Regions from separate parts of the Mus musculus genome. Here region 1 is linked to region 2. Evidence: chromatin contacts called from public HiChIP or PLAC-seq data. All regions are on one chromosome and are shown on one strand. The core of a region is the stretch at or near the end of the contact, and the rest is flanking DNA. Distances in the headings are between cores, read along the strand shown.

Evidence for each region. HiChIP or PLAC-seq counts read pairs in DNA pulled down with a chosen protein or histone mark.
Region 1: an H3K4me3 HiChIP or PLAC-seq map of bone marrow-derived macrophages shows a contact between it and region 2, with 6 times the contacts expected there. The contact joins the promoter of Msrb2 here to the enhancer-like site in region 2. A contact is called at or near these places in 1 of 115 datasets of contacts at active chromatin or transcription factors (bone marrow-derived macrophages) and 2 of 9 other capture datasets (adipose tissue and liver).

Annotation. Positions count from the first base shown.
Region 1 is chr2:19,370,303-19,373,387 of GRCm38.p6, reverse strand. It overlaps Msrb2 (methionine sulfoxide reductase B2), which reads right to left and starts at 1,752. Exons shown (of 5, transcript NM_029619.2): 1 at 1,609-1,752. The coding sequence starts at 1,705.
Region 2 is chr2:19,118,779-19,121,559 of GRCm38.p6, reverse strand. No RefSeq gene overlaps it. Among named protein-coding and RNA genes, the nearest start is that of Armc3, 79 kb to the left of the region's middle. Within about 2 kb of position 1,424, at least 28 of the 459 cell types and tissues checked have an H3K27ac peak or open chromatin away from gene starts, as enhancers often do. A contact at or near this core is called in bone marrow-derived macrophages, where this site is marked.

The sequences.
Region 1 (3,085 bases), core at 503-3,002, 250 kb before region 2:
CACAGAACCATCCCCTGCTTCTGTTCTTATTCTCCTTGTAAGACTTACTTTACTTGTATGGGTATTTTACCTGCATCACGTATATACCTGTGCACCATGTGCATGCCTGGTGCCATGGATCCCCTGGAACTAGAGTGAGTTATAAGCTGCCATGTGAAGAGTTTTTGCTACCATAGGTTTTTTGTTATTCCAGATGAATTTGCAGATTGCCCTTTCTAATTCGTTGAAGAATTGAGTTGGAATTTTGATGGGGATTGCATTGAATCTGTAGATTGCTTTTGGCAAGATAGCCATTTTTACTATATTGACCCTGCCGATCCATGAGCATGGGAGATCTTTCCATCTTCTGAGATCTTCTTTAATTTCTTTCTTCAGAGACTTGAAGTTCTTTTTATACAGATCTTTCACTTCCTTAGTTAGAGTCACGCCAAGGTATTTTATATGATTTGTGACTATTGTGAAGGGTGTTGTTTCCCTAATTTCTTTCTCAGCCTGTTTATCCTTTGTGTAGAGAAAGGCCATTGACTTGTTTGAGTTAATTTTATATCCAGCTACTTCATTGAAGCTGTTTATCAGGTTTAGGAGTTCTCTGGTGGAATTTTTAGGGTCACTTATATATACTATCATATCATCTGCAAAAAAGTGATATTTTGACTTCTTCCTTTCCAATTTGTATCCCCCTTATCTCCTTTTGTTGTCTAATTGCTGTGGCTAGGACTTCAAGTACAATGTTGAATAGGTAGGGAGAAAGTGGGCAGCCTTGTCTAGTCCCTGATTTTAGTGGGAATGCTTCCAGTTTCTCACCATTTACTTTGATGTTGACTACTGGTTTGCTGTAGATTGCTTTTATCATGTTTAGGTATGGGCCTTGAATTCCTGATCTTTCCAAGACTTTTCCTAAGCAGCATAAGATATAAAACTGGGTTGGAAAGGAGGTCAGGAGAGCAGCTGCCCAGTGCTAAACCACAGGGCCACGAAATTACAGAGAATTACACCTGGGACTCCTCAAAGACTCCTACTCCTCCCAGGGAAGATGCAAAAGTGTCCGGATTCACAAATGAGGGCAAAAAGCACTTACCATTCCACCCCATCCTGTCTCTTAGCCACTAACAACCTGTTGGAACACGAGAATAATTCACCCACACATCTCAAAACCTAGAGTCACACAAAACCAAGATAGTGTTGCAGCAGCACCCGTGATGGTGCAGTGGGCCAGTCTCACAGGACAGGAGGCAACTAGCAGTCCTCCCGAAGGAAGTGGGGGGGGGGGGGGGGAGGGCAAGGATTAACTCCCGCCCAGGAGAGGGCGCACAAGGTACGGCTGTTGACCGCCACTGGGTCCCTGACAACACCATGGCTCCTAACACGACTTTGTACACCAAAATGTAACATATAAACGAACTGTATGCAAGCATAGGAGAAGATTCGATCCTCTCCGGCATCAGTGCTCCCCCAGCACACCAAGTTTACCAAACGCGTTGCTCTGCTCCGCAACTCAGGCAGCGGGCCGCTGGGACCAGTCTCTCAGGACCTCACAGGAGGCCGCCCAGGGTCAGCCAGGACTGTGAAACCGAAAGCCACGAGAGACGGCAGCGATTGAGGACCTACCTGTGTCCTTGCTTCCCGATCCCGCGCAACCCCGAGCCAGCCGTCCAGGCGCCTGCAGCAAAGGCAGACCCCGCAGCGCTCGCAGCAGTCGCGCCATGACGCTGCCACCAACGGGTTTCCTCCCAAGCCTACCCAACCCCCACCCTCCGCCGGATCCCTCCCCTCTGCCCAGGTCTCTTCCCCTCCTCCAGGCTCTCCTTTTCTTCTGGTGCTCCACCCTACCCCCACCACTTAACTTATCCTCTTGCTCCTCTTGACCTTGATCTTCGCGGAGTGTGTGGAATATCCCGGGACTCCACTGCCTCCTCCTCCCGCAGTACCTTACTCCGATTGGAATCATGACTAGTCTAAAACTTGCTGTGTTTCAGTTTGTTTAGGTTTTCCAGAAGTCATACTAATTGCAGTTGGTTATTTCTGGCTTCCCTTACTCAACATAATTATCTGGACATTGCTGCTTGGTTTTTTGCGTTACATTATGCACAAATCTTTTTTTTGTTGTTGTTGTTGTTCTGAATAATATTCCATTATACTAAACTGTTACTCATTAGTTTAGGCTGTTCTAATTTTTGCACATCAAAAACAAAGCTGCCAGGAGCGTTCCTGTACATGCCTTTTTTTTGGATACCTGGAAGAGGAATAGCCAGGTCTCAAGGGCAACGGCTGCTTCACTAGCAATGTATGAAAGCTCCTGTCATCATCCCCTTCCTACACTTGATTACTCAGGCCTGTTTTTTTGTTGTTGGTTGGTTGGTTGGGTTTTTTGTTCGTTCGTTTGTTTTGCTTCGGTTTTTGAGATCTAATCTCTCTATGTTGTCCAAGCGTCCTCAAACTTGGAATCTTCCTGCCTCGGGACTGAGTTTATAGACATGCATCACTACAAAGTTAGACTTAAACTTCTTACAGTAATAGGCTTCTCTTGTGTTATCTTTCAGTAACTGACAATTAGCCATTGCTAAATCATACATGGTTTTGCCCATTTATTATTAGATTTACTTGTTGTGGATTTTTTTCAAGGTTCTTCCATATATTCTCTGGGCACAAAGCCATTATCAAATCGTTTCCTCACAAATTTCCCTTCCCGAGACTGTGGGCTGTGTTTTTCTGTTTCCTAATTGTGTCTTGGGATGGGAAGTTTTACATTTTGTTAAACTTCATTTTATCGGTTTGATGGTTTGTTTTTGTTTTTTATAGTTTGTGGCGGCTTAGGGGTAACATATTTAACAAATGGAGCTAGTCCAATATTACAAAATATTTTATGTGTTTTCTTCTGCTAATTTTATAGTTTTAAGTTTTACATTTAGGTCTATTATCTATCTGAGTTAATTTTTATTTATTTATTCATTTTTTAAAATAAGGTAATTTTTTTTTTTTTGTTCTCTACTGCCTGCATTTGAGTTCTTGTCAAAATCAGTGTATGGCTGAGAATGCAGCTCTGTAGTAGAGCAATGGCTAGCATTCACGGCCTCAGGGTCGCACA
Region 2 (2,781 bases), core at 175-2,674:
AAACCAAAAAAATCCTCCTACCAGATTATCCTCTGAGAAAGCTTATGTTGCATTTTATTCATTGATGATTGATGTGTGAGGGCACAGATCACTGTGAAAAGGGCCACCCTGGGTCTGGTGGTCCTAAGTACTATAATAAAGCAGGCTGAGCAAGCCATGTCTACAAACATGAAGACAGCGTTCTTCCATGACTCTGCTTCAGTTCTGCCCTGCTTGAGTTCTTGCCCTGACTTTCCTTGGGGATGGACCCAGAAGAATAAGAAAATAAACCCTTTTCTCTCCAAGCTGCTTTTGGTCATGATGTTTTATCTCAACAATAGAAACCCTAACTAAGACACCATACATAAGTACCATGCTCCTGCCAGACACCATACATTACTAACTAAAAAGCTCAGTGTCAGGTAAGAGATACCTCCCCATGAGTGGTTGGCCAGAGATGTCCTAGAGATATCCAAAACAAGAAAATCCCTTGCTATTGCTCTCAGTTACACACAAGAATGTTAAGATCATGAGACCCTAATGCTAAAACATCACACATTTTAGACACAGAAAAATCAAGTTGGTGCTGAGCAGAAAACGTCTTCCCTCTTAATGCTCAGAAACCATTGCAGAAGAAGGGGCAGAAAACATATGAGAGCCAGAGGTTAGGAAAGACCAGAGGGAAAGAGTGTCTTTTCGACACTACAGGGCCACTGCATTCATGAACTCACCATAGCTACTGCTGCCTGCACAAGACCTGTGTAAGAACAACATTCCAGCTTAAGGTGAGGAAAAAGTTCAAAGCTCCCATACCTAGCTGAGGAAGGAAAGCCAATTTTCTGGTAGATTGACTATGTTCCGATGGATGCCTTAAATATGAGTGTATGGGCACCACAAGTGGGATGTAAGGGAGGACATGAAGTTGGGAGGGGCTGGGGTGAGGATGAATCTGGGAGGAGTTAGAGGAAAAAGAGGGGAATATAATCAAATTACATTCTGTGCATGCATGAAATATTATAAGAATTAAAAATATATATTTAAGTTTTTTTTCTACTCCTGATCTGAATCAACTTCCTACAGCATCCAAAATGAAGACACCATCCTTCATTTCTTCACTAGTCAAACAGAGATGATTGTCTCTGAACTTGGTTCTTCAAATTAAACCAAGGGTCTGGCAGAGCAGCCAGGCATGCTGACGGGCTTCAAGGCACGTGCATTTTCTTTGTTGGTACGTGACACTTTTCTTCCTGGGATTATTCACTACATGGAATAAAACAATTTTAGATATAATGGGGAGTTTGGGAAATTATGTTCCTTTTCATTTTATAAATGGAACAATATGCAGACTAGGTGACTAGGGTTGTGTCTCCTGAAGACAGTCATGACAATCATGCGCTATAATTTGTCTTAAGACATTTCCCCATTTCTTTTAAGATACCTTTAAAAGGAAGTTGCATAAGGCTGCTTACCCAAATAACTAGTTGAGTCATGCAGGCTTGTGGGGTGTATCCAGGAAGACATTCAATTGTCATTCAAAGTCTTGGTGTACAAGCAGAAGTGAATAGTCTATCTACTCACTTATCTAGCTGTCTCCTGGAGGAGGGAAGACAACTCTAGGAACACTAGTTCCACTCCCCAGGACCACCATGCACACATCCCAGCTCATTTTATCACTGGCCTCAGGAGGCCAGATACCCTGACCAACATCACCAGGGATGAAATTAGTAAACCAGGAGACAAACTAGTTTGTTTTGATGCAAAATATGGCATATGGGTAAAAGTCACCTGGTGTTCCCACCCCACCCCCATAAGAGAACAATGTACATAGGTGGTTTATGAGAATTTCAGTAAGCCTAGACTTGGACACAGAATTAGTTGAGCTATTCAAGCATTCAATAGCATCAGCTGTTTGGGTTTTGCCTACTTCAGTTACCTCTTTTTTTCCCTCCCAGTTTCCCAGGAAAAAAGAAACACCTTCCTACTTCAATAGCACCTGGCCTGGGCATACAATGGCTGAATGCTTCCGCCAAGATTTGGGGGCCTGAAGTGGTCAGACCAGTTAATACCTCAGAGAAGTGCTCAGCTCTTTGACCATATTCCTAGAATAACAAATAAATCATTATTAACTGAAACATAAAAATATTTTCTTAAATTTAAAATGGAGGTAGGATGTAGACCAAAGTCCTCAAGCTGGGATGCTGGGACCCTGACGAGATGCAAGGTAACCGACCTGGGTCCACGAAAGATGAGTCACTGTAAATTACCTACCTTTCCATGCTTGTAAGCCTACACTTGTGGCTGGAGAAACAGCCTGGGAAAGGAGTAACAGAGAGGTGAGAGGCTTGCTGTGGCCACAGACTGTAAGTGTAGGAGCTAGAGCCACTTACCTTCATTAACTGGGAAGGAAAGTGAGTGTTAGCAACTTTTAATTCACTTAATTTGCTTTGCTTTTCATCTTTTGCTCTGTGTTTCAGTGTTCAAACAAGAGAACCAATAGGATCACAGCAAATACTTCCAGAGATCGTGTTTTTGTTTAGGTAAGGTTTTGCTATTCTAACTCAGGCTGCCCTTGAACTCACCACCTTCCTGGCTCCTGAGTGCAAGGACTACAGACATGAGTCATTCTCAGTTTCCAATGACATTTTTAACCAATATGTAATGTCTCTGGGCTTCCCAAAGACTGCAAGCCTGAAAACTGTAAGAAAAGCTCTGTAGAACTCGGTCTATGGAGAGAACAGGCAGGAGCAGGGAATCCCAATCTAAATGGACTGAGAGATGGACTCGATAGAGGGTAATTGTAAC